2 separate regions of the Anas platyrhynchos genome follow, and region 1 is linked to region 2. A link is a contact called in public Hi-C data. All regions are on one chromosome and are shown on one strand. The core of a region is the stretch at or near the end of the contact, and the rest is flanking DNA. Distances in the headings are between cores, read along the strand shown. Region 1 overlaps PPIL4 (peptidylprolyl isomerase like 4). Region 2 overlaps TAB2 (TGF-beta activated kinase 1 (MAP3K7) binding protein 2).

Evidence for each region. A called contact is a pair of places that touch in the nucleus more often than the background predicts.
Region 1: a Hi-C map of liver shows a contact between it and region 2, with 2.7 times the contacts expected there. The contact joins two enhancer-like sites. A contact is called at or near these places in 3 of 8 Hi-C or Micro-C datasets (liver, skeletal muscle and subcutaneous adipose tissue).

What each region holds. Positions count from the first base shown.
Region 1 is chr3:53,262,850-53,270,017 of IASCAAS_PekinDuck_T2T, reverse strand. PPIL4 (peptidylprolyl isomerase like 4) reads left to right here. Exons shown (of 13, transcript XM_038175853.2): 11 at 86-182; 12 at 795-933; 13 at 5,488-5,923. The coding sequence ends at 5,712. Among named protein-coding and RNA genes, the nearest start is that of ZC3H12D, 7.1 kb to the right of the region's middle. Within about 2 kb of position 5,852, at least 1 of the 8 cell types and tissues checked has an H3K27ac peak or open chromatin away from gene starts, as enhancers often do.
Region 2 is chr3:53,227,306-53,234,127 of IASCAAS_PekinDuck_T2T, reverse strand. It overlaps TAB2 (TGF-beta activated kinase 1 (MAP3K7) binding protein 2), which reads right to left. Exons shown (of 8, transcript XM_005008887.6): 7 at 6,572-6,652; 8 at 3,272-5,309. The coding sequence ends at 5,164. Among named protein-coding and RNA genes, the nearest start is that of ZC3H12D, 29 kb to the left of the region's middle. Within about 2 kb of position 5,312, at least 2 of the 8 cell types and tissues checked have an H3K27ac peak or open chromatin away from gene starts, as enhancers often do.

The DNA of each region.
Region 1 (7,168 bases), core at 4,603-7,102, 35 kb before region 2:
AACTATATGAATCCCTGTAGGGTCAGGAAGATCCCTTGTTTGCTTTTTTAGCTGCAGTGAGTTGAATATATTTTTCTGTGGACAGGTGGGCAGTATACCAAGGATGATTTCAAAGAATATGAAAAGGAACGTGACAGACCTTCAAAATTTGCTCTGAAAGAGAAGGTAAAACCAAAGCAGGAGTATCCTTTTCCGGTCAAATGTATTTTTTGCACCAAGTAGAGTTTATGAAAACAGTCTGGAAAAGACTTATTCTTAAAGCTTGCCAAATGTATATTTTTGCTGCAGCTTCACATAACCATCTGGTGTTTGAGATGGAATTAAACATTTTGCCTTTTTCGTTTAGTGACGAAGGTGAATGTAATCAAATGAGAATACGCTGTGTGCAGGTAAATAATGTTCCCCATGTAAAGCCATGGAGTGACATAAGGCATAACAGAGTTTTAAGTAGTTTCACGTGGGATCTGCTGCACCTGGAATGGGACAATAGTAGTGACTAAATCATGTTCTGCAATCCTGCTTTGCTTGTGGTGAGCATGAGAGAACAGAAAGCTGTAACTTTTTCAGAGATCTGTAGGTAGGGGGGCGTGGAAAAAAAGAGTGAATTGGGACCTGGCTGTAGTGTTTGACGGGGCAGAATTCAGGCATTTAACACAGCTGACTATTTCAATACCTGTGTGCCTTCATAAACCACTCACTGTCTGATAAACTGGGGTTTGTTTGCTTCATGAACTTCTGTGTTCTGATATTTATTGATATTAAGTAATAAATATGCCCTTAACCAACACTATCAGTGCCAAGTATGACCTTGTGCTAGAGGAGGAGGAAGAAGAGTCTCAAACAAGTCAATCGCACTCGGCTAAAAAGCAGAAGAAGAAAAAGCATCACCACTCTGAAGATGAAGAGGATGACAAGCGGACCAAAAAACACAAGGTGCTCACCTCTTCTTGCATTAATGATTTAACTTGATAGCAGTTTATTTTCCTAGTAAGGGTAAGCCAGGAAAAAGAAGTCTGATTTTGAACTGGGGACCTGGTGTGCAAAGTCCCATAAAATACAGCGGTTGTAAACGTACAGAAGGCTGATGTCAGTGCTTGATTATGAAAGAGGTTTCCCAAATCTTTCTGGACTTTCGAAGCTTGGCATGTCTGAATGGCTTTTTGCCAAAACGTCCTGAAGAGGCAGTGTAGCCTCTCATAAAATAGGAGATCTTCAGCACTTTGAACCTGTTGTTCACATGTTCCCAGTCATAAACCAGAAGTTAATGATATTTCATGAATGCAATCTATTTTTTATTTTCTTGCCAGAAGTGCATGTTGGCTTTCTCCCATGTGGAATCAGAAACACAGCCTCTTTGAATTGTCTGTTTATTTTTTTCTGAATTGTTTTGGAAATATTTGTGCAACATCTCTGTGTGGGTTTACTTGCATCTGTACAGTGCTGTAGGACTCCGGCTGTGGAGGGGATTGCCAGAAGACAGCAGTTCTGTCATTCACTGCAGCCTGTTCAGTCAGCATTTTCACGTTTCTGTGAACCTGAGGTAGTCAAAATGTTGATGTTTCATGGAAACTGAATGCCTGTAATACCAAGTGCAGAGGTTACTACTGTCGAGATTTGAGCATTAAGGAGAAATGAGCTAAGTAGAAAAAAAATAAATCACTATTTACTGAGTAGAATAGAATAGAATAGTTCATTTGGAAGGGACCTTCAAAGATGATCTAGTCCAAGTGAGTATGCATTCAGTCCAATTTAGAAAATCAGTAAAGTGACATGAGCACAGCCCTGTCCAGATGCATTTTGCAGGCAGCTTAGCTGACAAATCCCACATAAAATATACAAACTGCCTTTTGTTGTTGTTGTTTTCTTAAATTTATAATACGGTCATAATCTGGGCAGCTCATAAAAGAAGCAGGGAGGGAGGCATGTTCCCGAGGTGGAGACTGCTCAGTGCGAGTACTGAGGCCAGCACAAAGCGTAACAGCACGGAAACTTTTCTGTTGAATGGTAGCATTTTTAGAACAGGCAAGCAAAGTGTTTTCCCTTAACCCCATTTTGGAAATAGGTGAAGCCTTTGAGGTAAAAACTTGAAAAGAAAACAACAGTTAACTTTCCACAATCAATTGCCGAAGACCGCAGTGACCGTGTCTCATAGATAAGCTTCCATCCTGAGCCCGTAGGATGTCAGAGGTTTTAATTGAGAGAGAGCAGAGTCTTACAATAGGAAGTTCTAGCAACCGAAACTGCAGTTGGTGCTACCAGCTTCAGCTATGACTGAAGGGAAGGGGGTTTTATTTTCTGAATAGTTTCCATGATGTTGAGTTGTTTTTCTGTTCTCTTGCTGGTTCTTTTTTTTTTTTGCCTTTTTTTTTTTTTAGTGTAGTTTGACTCATCCCTTTTCTTAGTCTGACACCAGTTTCCTGAATCTTCAGTCTTTGTGTTGAAGTTTTAAGAATTTATTTTTGAACCTTGTGCTGTTGACTTGCTTCCAGAGGGCTGAAGAGGTAGGGTGCTGTGGCTTGCTTTCAGTAGGTAACAGGATGTGGGTCTGGAGCAAGAGGCTGCACCACCATGTGGGTTTGTGGATAGGATTTGGCACAGCATTTTGATTGCTTCTGCTTGAGATCTGTATTATGACCTTGTTCCCTTACCAGTTTTCTCTGCGTCTTTTTTGGTTGCTTGGATTGTTTATTTTTTAAAATAACTGGATCTGTGGAGGATGGGTCTAACCAGTGGCTGTTTGTTAGACACAGGGCCTTCCAGACTTTCAGATTTCTGCAGTTCATGATTTTAGCAAAAAGATCATGATCTTTCTATTTTTAATCTTCTGCTCTTGCTACTTACTGGAGGTTGATGAGGTTTGATCAGTCTCCCTGCTGAAATGGCTGCCTCTTCTTGTTTGCTCCTTTTAACCTTTAATTAGCGTGCTTAATGTCTGTAGAGGTGGCCTATCTTCCTTCTGCTTTTGTATCCTGGTATTTCAAGCTGATTTATGTTCAAGTGCTGCTTGGCAAGTTACTACTTTTGGCAGAGTCAGCCATGAACTTGCAGAGCAGTTTCTTCCCTTCTTCTGATAATTCTTTCCTCGTGTGTTCACCAGCACAGTGCTGGATTAAGAAAGGGGTGATCGTCACTCATTTGTTGACTGGTAAGAGGCAGCGATCCCGGATTGAGAAATCTGGACTTCAGCAGTAAGAAAGAGTCTGTTTTTATATAGTAATTTTCTTCTGCTTCCAATGGGAAAAGAGCATTTTTCTGACTTGGACAGAGCATAAAAGATTGGATTTCAAATACCATTAGTATTTTTAGTAACTTAGCATTTTAAAAATGTGACCCTTCCCTGTGCCAAAGACTTCAAAAAGGTAGAATCTTGCATAAGGGGAAATACAACTCCTTTTTTTTTTTTTTTTTTTTTTTGAGAACAAAGATGCAATTTATCTTGTTAATTACTATAAATGACTTCAATGACTGTGTTGTTTGTCTAGACTGCCATCATATTTGCTGCTATGACAACCTTTTTGTGGCACTTACAGCTTCAGACACGTCCTGTACACCTTTACGTTAAACGCTTCTTAAAGATCATTGTGCTTATCTGGCTCCATTCCCCTGTGGCTTTTTTAATCCTTTCAGCAAGTCACTCTTTTCTGTGATGTTCAGTGCAGGCAATTTTTCATTACTTTCAGGTCTTCGCTAGCCTTTTCCCTGCCCTGACTTGCAAGCGAGAATTTTTGCTTCTATCTGGCCAGTAGCCCGTCTCTGATGTTGGCTTTGTAGATGTTCTACTGAGCGTTGTTCTGGGTTTCTCCTGTTCCCCCTCATGCTCTCTGTCAGCAGCAACCCCCCTGAAGGCAGCAGCACACCAAGCCCACCATCTGCTTTACTGGGCAGTGTTTTTGTGTTGTTCCTTTCTATTCCACTGCTGGTGGCCACCTTCTGGCGTGTACTCAGTCCCTGCCACAGAGAGACCTGGAACCTGGCTTCTTTTCCAAACATGGAGACCAAGGCTTTCAGGTTCACTAGTAAGACATTTGGTAAAATAGTTGCTCTTTAAAGTAGGGAAATCTGTCCCTCATTCTGAAGATGAATGGACAAAGCTCTTATAAATAGTTTATAAATATAAAAAGCAACACTCCGTTTTGGTTGATTCAGATTTTAAAATCTGTACTGAAATAGAGTTCAGCAGTAAAGATGTGGAATAATATTTGGCCACCAGTGAGATTGCTGCACTCAGCAATAGCAGAAATTTTAATTTACATAGATAAAGATCAAATCTATGGTTGTTTATGTACATGTTGCTCATTGTAACTGATAGGGTTTTCACTATTAAAAAATAAATAAAATGTGCGTGATCATAAATGTGGTTTGGATTTTAGCCATACACTGGTGAATGTTACTGCCACGAGCATTTAGAAAAGTTTAGAGTTCAGAAAAATGAAAATCGTATCTGAAACTAAGAAATAGTATATAATTTAATGCAGACCTTTTCCATAGTTCATAAAGATCTGTGTTTACCGGTGTTGTTATTAAAACCCCACTAAAAATGGTGTCAACCTGCTAGAGCATACGTTGATACTAAACTTGTGATCGTGCTTTCAATTCAAAAGTGTCCACCACTTCCTCTGTAGGAAGTTGCATTTGCACCTTCCTGCAGGATCTGAGGCCCCCTCCTGTGTTTTGTGTCTCCCTGTATATCTTCATTGAATAGTAAGAACAAAATAGTTCCTAGCTGTGCTTAAAAATGCCAGCAGGAGTTCATATGTTAAAAATCAGGGCTGTTTATTAAAAAAAAAACTTTTAGTGACTTCACAGGAGAAATGGCATCTTTCTAAAGGATCTTGTCTTTCTGAAACTGCTCTGGCCTGGCCGGGTGTTGGTGTTACCACCTGGTCGTTCTAGCATGTACGGTGTCATCACCTACCAGTGTCACATTTCACAGTGAGTAATTCAGCCACCTTTCCTTCATTCACTAACACGCTGTCTCAGTGGTTTCGTGCCATCCACCTATGGCAGCGAGCAAAGGAGGTGTCCTGCTGACAGCCACACTCCTTTGGTACATAACATTTATCTCCCAAGCAAATCCCTCCTGTGCTCTGAACCTGCTAGGCAGGGTCCTCTGTGATGCTATGCAGAAAGCCAGGGAAATTCAATATTTCCTCATTTCTGCCTACCTGGATTTGCAGCAGTTTTTTAGAGAGTGTTTTGTGTCTGTGCTCAGACACCACCGCCACATGCAATACATTCTTGGTCTCCTTTTTTAGGCCATTTAAATAGACTTGTACCCCATAGAGTTTTCTGTAGATGTATCTTGATGCAGTTAGTTTTATTTATGGTGTGTTACCCTTTTCAAATAATCACAGATGTGAATCTGTTTCAGGCAGTGCCAGCCTTAGGCAGCTGAGGAGCCATGCTCTACTCTTCCTAGTTCTCCTCATGCCTTTACAGTTTTCCTCTTCTGTCTGTAACAGCGTATGCATCCGATTCCTTTAACAGGATTCTGATCGGAAGCACGAAGGAGAGCGCTACAGGGAGAAGACAAAGAGTGAGAAGAAAGACAGGCATCGGAGTCGCAGCCGATCCCAGGAAAGAGGCTCCAGTTACAGCAAGCATAAGGACAAATACAGAGAAGATGTCCGAGTAAGAGACTGGGATAAAAAGGCAGACAGAAGCAGAAGTCCAAAGAAATCAAAAGACAAAGAGAGGTCCAAGTACAGATGATGGAGGAGAAAGAGAGAAGGGAACTAAAACTCTGTTTTCTTCCTGCATTTCCACCATTGCTGCCATATGACTGTGCAGGTACTGGTTGAAAGCAGCTACGTTCTGTCAGTGGTTTGGCCTCACGATTCTGTGAATTCCCAGTGTATGACTTGGAGTAAGGCTGGGTTCCCAAAAGCTTGTTTCAATAAAGTATTTCACATCAGTGGAATGATTTGAGTCTCCGATAAGGAATGTTGTCTAAAGCTTGTTGGAAACGTAAGTGTTTGCTATCAAATGAATTGCCCACTGCAAAGAGATTTGCAGCGCTTGCCTCCTGTCTGCAAGGAGGCCGTGTTCCTCTTTCAGCACTTGCAGATCTTACAGGAAGCAGTGTGATAGAAGACCCGTGAGACAGAAATGTTCTGTGCACACTCCCTCCAAAAAAGTGCTCTGATACCATTATTACAATGAATACTCAAAGCTCTGTTTCCTTCCTTTGAAATTAAATTGCAGCTTGCCGTCATCCTGCCAGCTCTTACCTCACTGAATCCCGTGCAACAGTGATTGAAGGCACCCAAGTGCTGCTCTGCTGCTTGCGAGGGAGATGGAAGTGCTGCACTTGCTGCTCAGCTGTCTGCGCAGCTCGCTTGGCTGTGGCGTTGCAGGAGGATGCCTCTCAGAACGAAGATGCACTTGATAGTTGGCACAGCTGCCATCGCTGTTAAACATCTGACCTCTGTAGTGTCGGGTGTGCAGCCGCTGTGATGTCAGGCCAGTTACGCTGGGTGGGTGAGGCAGAAGAAAGCAGGCATCAGCAGGAAGGCAGAATTCGTAACTTGTGGTGCACTTGCCCAAGTGTACATGGGAATAATTTTTGGGTTTGGTGGCAGAAGTCGTCAGTTAACAACTCTTCATCTACAGAGGAATGCAGGTGATGTTATCAGAGTCTGGGGCTTACTGAAGGCAGCAGGCTCTGAAATGTGCAGCTCGCCCTGATAAACAAGATTTGGACATTTAAACAGTGTTACTCAGTTTGCATATGTTTTAAGAACACCTATGTCCTCTTCCTCTCCAGAAGAGGAAAGATCTTGCATTGATAGGAGGGAAAGAAGAAGCTAAGGCAAGGTTTGTCTTTTCTTCTCCTCTGTGGAATGTGTGGTGGCTCGAAGGCGGTCTGGTCTGGTGAATAAACTTAACTTTTGTTGTTGTGGTTTTGCTGTAATGCCTGTTGTAGTGTCTGGTTCTCCTGTAGCAGTATAACAAGTTTTTATAGATTGATACCTCTCAATGGGACTCGATCAGAAGTACCAAACCAAAATAAAATACATGGCAGCCATGGAGTCTCACGATAAATCGCCCTGCCCTGGAGGGCCAGCAGCAGCGCTGCTCTGCCTGGCTGGTGCATTTGAAGGGGCCGCATGTGGAAAGCGAGCTCCTGATTAACGTGCTCCTACAGGAGGGCTGCTGTTACAGGAAC
Region 2 (6,822 bases), core at 4,063-6,562:
AGTTGTTGCTCAGAGGGAACCTCTTTGTGCTCCAGTTTGTGCCCGTTGCCCTGTCTTGGGTCTGGGCACCACAGAAGGAGCCTGGCTCCATCCTCTTTGCACACCCCCTTCAAATATTTATGTACACTGATGAGATCCCCGAGTCCCCTCTTCTCCAGGCTGAGCAGTCCCAGCTCTGGCAGCCTTCTTCACAGGAGAGGTGCCCCCATCCCTTTATCTTTGTGGCCCTTTGTTGGGCCCATTCCAGGTAAGTAAACACAGATACTTGCAACTTAAAATCACAGAGCAGCTGAGGGTGGAAAGGCCTTCTGGAGAGCATCTGGTCCAACCCCCCTGCCAAGCTGTGTCACCTAGCACATGTGTGGGGTGGCATCCAGGCAGGCTTTGACCACCTCCAAAGAGGGAGACATCACCACCTTTCTGGGCAGCCTGTTCCAGTGCTCTGTTACCCTTACAGTAAAGTTTCCTCATGTTCAGCCAGAAACTCCTGTGTTTCAGTATGTGCTCGTTGCCTCATCCTGTTGCTGGATGCCACTGAAAAGAGCCTGTTCCCATCCTCTTGGCACCCTCCCTTCAGATACTCGTACACATAAGATCCCTCTCAGTCTTCTCCAAAATCAATTAAGAGAATAGGACTCTGGAAAGACTACATGTATTTAGCTAAGATTATGCCTGCAGCATTGTTACACTTGCCTGAGATTGTTGTATTTTGATTCACTACTACAAGCATCCACGCATTTGATGAGAACAAGTGTGCCCACTTGCACTGCTGGCAATTCTGATGTCTGAAGTCCAACTGCAACAAATGTTTCTACAAGTTTTACCAGCGCTGCCCCTCAAGGTGGTAGCACCTGAGAATCTCTAGGTAACAAGCACATCACTGGTGCAGAACTGCTTGATCATGGAAAAACAAATAAAAAGCATTAAGAATTGTATCACAATAAAAAGGCTGAGATTTAGTCAGATCACATCATTCTTGATGTTCATCATCACTGTCAAATGTTTCTGCAGCACTTGAGCTCATCATGGAGCCTGGAGCCCTCATACATTTCATACTAACTCCTTCTGTTCTCTCATTCTCCAATAATTTTTAAGTAGTTTGCACAAAATATAGACCTCACAAGGGACACTGGACTATGTAAAATCAAAGACTGTCCCTCAAAATTAGCAACAAAGAAACCCTACTCAAGCACAGTCAAGGTTGGATAAAGGAATGCATTGCAATCATTCTACTTTCTAGAATGAATCAGAAATTTAAAACTAATAGTGTATTTTTTGTTCACGTTACAAGGAAATGTATTTTTTGAACAATCAATAAAAGATGCCAAAAATGTCAAAGCATTACCTTGCTATCTGAAAGGAGAACTAAATATTAGTAAGTTACCATGGCTTCACAAGACTCACTAAAGGTTCTGCTGATTAACTGTACTGCAAAATTTCTGCCATGATTTTAGCATATCAGTTATGTACTGAAAAGGGCAGATAATAGATTTTTATATACATAAACACATCTGGTTTTTAAATACGCGTGTTCATCATCTTTAATCAACTCTTCCTTTAATTTGTATCCAGGCTCCAATGTACATACAAAGAGGAATTTGATTCAAGAAATGCAGCACTAATAACGATACTTCCCTTAAAATGGAAAATGTATTCTCCCTGGGCATCTACAATATACATCGAAGGTATGTATTTCAAGATTAAAAATAAATTCTTAAATTCACAAAAATAAAACAAATACAAACAGACAGGCACAAATATTGGTCATGCAGTTTTAAAATCATTAGGTGAGACAGATGATACCCAATCTCACAATTAATCTGAAATATCACCACACTCCTGGGCAACGTAGCTCTATTGACTGGTGACTGCAGAAGAAAAATGCAGTTTCTAACTTGCCTAGAAAGCTGGCAACGTGAACTGAAACCAGTTCCACAGAACTGACATGCAACAGCACCCCAGTTACCATTCTTAGCCTGTTTTGTTGCCTTCATTTTGAAGTTTGACCGCGTGATGAGTATTTCAGTCATAAAAAATAAACAGGAGCATCTCTAAAAGCCAAGAAGTCTACTTCCTTTCTGCTAAAGAATTTCATCTATTTGTTTTCACAATTACAGACATCCCTGCCAAAGACATCACAGAAATGTAAAATCCTAAATCAATATCCAAGATGAACTACTGATGCTTGTGAGATGAAGATTAACCTCACTGCATCCAATCTTTCATATTTATCTTCTAGGAGGAAAAAGGGGAAAATTCAGCAGTGAAGTCTGGTTCTACTTCAGCTTTCAAAGTTTACACCCTTAAAATTCTACCATTTAAAAATGTAATGCTGATATGTCTATATAGTGGTATCAGTTTAAGGCAAGAGCTAATGGCACACATAACATGAAATACAGAAAGCACAAACCCCCGAGGGTGAAGGTAAGAGTCTGTGGAATAGAAGGCACTGGAGATGTCATTTCTCTTGTCCCTCTATCCCAGGATCAAGCACTGAAAATGCTGCTGGATACACTCTTATACTAATGTGCCGATGGCTAGCAGAGCTAGCTGGAGTTCCAATGTAAACAGACTTTTTATTTTCCTCCCAGAAAATAAGCAGTAAGATAAGTGCAGAGAAATAATCAGTTAAGCATTTAGTAGGATGAGCAGAATTCCTTTTCACCTATTTCCCAACATGCTTTTTCCACCCGCAGCGGAGATTAGTTTTGACTTTTGTTCATTCATTTGAATTATTGCTCTCCTCGCTCCAAGCATTATTTTACACACGGTGGATCGAGGCAAGCCAGCTGATCAATTTATGTTAAGGAATGTTTTTGGCACAGCATCACTGTCTCAGGAAAGCCCATGTACCATACACCATGTATCTGTCCAGACAAGGTCCAAGTGGGAAAGACATGTCCAGGAACACTCCACATCCACATCTATTATAATACACTTTGCAACAAAATACAGCTTAAGCATATCAATCCTTAATACACAAAGTATTTCATATATTACCTTGGACAAAGTGGTTGTTCATTCTGATTTAGAAAAATATTTTAAAAGTCATATACCCTTAAGCGCACGGATTATCCCTCCTGCCCCCCATTAAAATGGACAATACATGGGAGTCAAGATACAGGATCTGACAAATCAAAGGCTTACATAAAACCTGTGGTCATAAGAAATCAGCTTGTTTTTAATACTGTTAATACTTATTGCTCTGTTGACTATTCTGTTACTCCACAGCATGGAATAAGTAAACAAATCACAAAAACAAACATTAGAATATAATTTTTTTTTTTTTAATTTTTATAAATAACTTATCTGTTACAAAGACAGTTTACCCAGCTAAATCACAAAACCATCAACTCAAGATATCCAAATTAGGTTTTATTAATAAACAGGTAAAAACTGATTTGTCAATCTTCACATAGAACTGCAGATGAAGCTGAAAAACAAGGCCTCATTTTATGAACAAAATGCATTGAATGCAAGTGCTTTGGGTCTACTGCCTAATTACCTGGGATTGGCATTTTCTTCCCACATAAAAAAATGCAAAGCCTTCAAAACAAAGGCCTTTGTGCATTCACATAGATCACTTGTAAAATTCCTAATGAGTGTCCACTGGCAAATGTTTACAGTGGGTGACAGTCTACTTTGTCTCTTGCTACATTGTTAGCACTCCCTCCAGCCTCTAAGTGCTGCTACATGATCCTGTGTGCTGTCTTTCATACACACTGTACTGCAATTCCATTTCCTTGATCTGTTACATACATTCCTGATCATGTGAATATTTTCCTTAAAAAAATAGATCATCAACATAAAGAGATGCTTGAGGTTGCTTCAGTGTTCAAGTCTGTTTGATTTCTCTTTTCCAGCCTTTATTTCAGTTGTCCTAAATATTGCTATCCTTGTTTTCTATAAATATGAGACTTCACCAAAGTCAGGCTTAGAAACTGGCTGCCAAAACAGGAAAGCATTTAAAGTTCTTGAACAAAGCTGTATGATGCTGCTGCTGTTGATTTTGGCACTGTGTGTACTTCCCCAACGAATCTCTCTTCAGGAGTCTGCAAGATACCCAGCAGATGAAGCAAGCTTAACTCGGATGCTGATCTGTTGGTGGGTTGAAAGTTTCTTAGTTTAAGAAGTTCCCTCATGCCAGACAAAATGCTACCTCGTGTCACCCACCGTAAAACTCAGTGTACAGAGTGAACTATATGCATAACTCTTCCAACTTTTCCTGCATTTTTACCACGCTGCATCTGCAGGTCTTCACAGATCATCAGCATTTACAAGAGCAATGTACAGAACGAGCAGAGGAAAGCTATTTTGTGCATAGTTTCTTATTAATGCTCTTATTTTAAGGCATTGCTTCTCTCAGATAAAAGCTTAAAAAAAGGGACATGATCGTGCTTAATCACTTAAAGGGAAAAAAAGTTAACAAAAAGACTATTACACTATACATACAGAAGTACAAGAAAATAATAAAGGTGAAGAAAAGAAATCACTTAAAGCAGGCTCTAGAGCTATGTACAGTAGGAAAAGCTTTGGGGTATTTCACTGTGTGTATTGTACAGACAACGCATGCAGTTTTTCCTTTTCATCTTTAGACGTGATTGTACTGATTTCTGGCTTCACAGAGATGTTTTCAGGGAAGATAAGGCAAAGAGTACCACTGATTTGTGAAATTCCTCCCTTTCTCAAAGGCACTGTGTGGCAGCAAACAGTTTAAATAGTTAAACCTTGTTCCTTTTAGATCTCCTCTGTGCATGTAGTGTTTCATTGAAAGCTCCGAAAACAAAAAACGCTAGCACTCTGTTCCTTTCCCCTGTCAAAATTCAGTAGTGACATCGGGGCAGAGAAGAGGATGGGCAACACCCAAGCACTGAACACGGCACGTGTTACCGGGATACTGGTAATACTGCACATGGTTTAGGCAGCTGGCAACCGAGTCTTTCAGCAGATTACCTTTCAGCCGATGAGTTTCAACTGCCTGTGACACAACACTGAGGTATTACTAACTCTGTGGGCTGACATTTAACATTAGCAAAACACCATCTCGTCACACCTTCAATTTTACAAAATCCTACACATATATGCTTTTTTTTGCCCCCCCAATGACTGGATAGTTCCTTGTACGTTTGCTGTGGTTCTACAAAAGATATCGGGCCTGTTGGCTCAGAAATGCCTGGGCATTTCACACTGTTCACAACGATTTAAGGCCGGGTGATTTAAAAAAGTACAGGCAGTACAACTCCACTGAGCTCCCTCATCTTCATCCGTGTCTGGAACAATCTTTGGTGTTTTCACAATGGACCTCTGATCTGTGACATGAAAGAGATAAGATAAGCAGTTACTAACCAAGAACAGCATGGAAAGAATTTTTAGAGCATTTTTTTTTTCAGAAACTGAGAACTATCTTGTTCCTCTGAGAACTGCACAGTTATTACTAGTGACAGAGGCAGCTTTTTACCACCCCCTTGACTACAGCTTCATTGTAAGTCAGCCAAATGGCACAACACGAAACTACAAAAAGCAAGTTTCCCATCCCTTCACTCTGCTTTCTTCCTTTCTGGTTTCAGCTCAGAGCTGTTGCAGGAAAATGCAATGAAATTTACAAGTTAATCAGCATAGGAAGCATGCAAAAAATTTCAAAGTGTGAAGACTATGGAGAAATCTAAATTATTTTTTATGCTACAAAATAAGTGCTTTGCAAAAAATTATGAAAATATGAAAAATGTATTTAACATGTTAGCCCTAGAATGGATATTGAGAGTTCTTCCCCAAACCTGATAACCAGATGCACTAAAGAAAAACCAAAGCCCAGCTCTGTCATGCTGTACAGCAATCCTCCCAAGCATAAAAGTGCATCTTTTTCCATAGCATGTTAGGCAACAACCTTAAGCTATTTTAGAAGAGAAAACATTAAAAGTGAAGAGATGAAAAAGACGAAAAGAGAGGAGAGTAATTCCTGAAGTTAAGGGTTCCTTGTTTATGCAATTGCAAAGACTTTTAGCCAATTATTTCAACTGGAGAACACCTCATTAGCAATCACCCAGTTGCAATTTCTTCAAGATGACAGAGCCTCCCTCAAGAAGTACAATGCTATGCAGATCACAATGGCAAAAAGAATTATTTTTCATTCTTCTGTGGAGAGTGATAACTCTGGTCTAAGTCTGCATCATACTTAAAGTGAAACTTAAGATAAAATGAAAATTAAATTTTATGAAGGATGAAGATGCAGTACTGATGACTTTATTAAGAATTTTATTAGGATTTTATTAAGAAAAGAAGGAAAGGACAGAAGGGTCGTTAGAGTCTTATAAACCAGTTAGAGTTAGCTTTGCGTTTTCAAGAGGGCTAGTACCAAATGATTAGACATTTAAATTTGTGAGTCAATGCAAATGCTAACTAGTAACAGAAAGCTAAAGTTAATTTCCTTCTATGATAGGCAGGTGGATTTGTATGCTCTTGCAGAAGTAATCTATTTCACAATCAACATTTAAGTTAGAATCACAGGAAAAAAATTAATATTAGATGCAAACCAGATATTTAGCATTATATCCAAATTTTACCAATACAGTACCTTTGGGTTTTGGTGGCACCGGACCAAGAAATCCAATATTATCATAAAAATTATGAATAGCACTGGGATTAAAATGTGGTCCTACAAATGAAAAAAAGAAAAGAATGTGCAATAGTTTTAAAAATAAAATCAGATAGGAAAGCACATCAACTTGTTTCAGTAATTCCAAGAGACAGTACTATGATTCACTTATCTTTTACATAAAGGTGTCAGTGCAAACCAGAATGAGATATTAGTGGTGTCAAGAATAC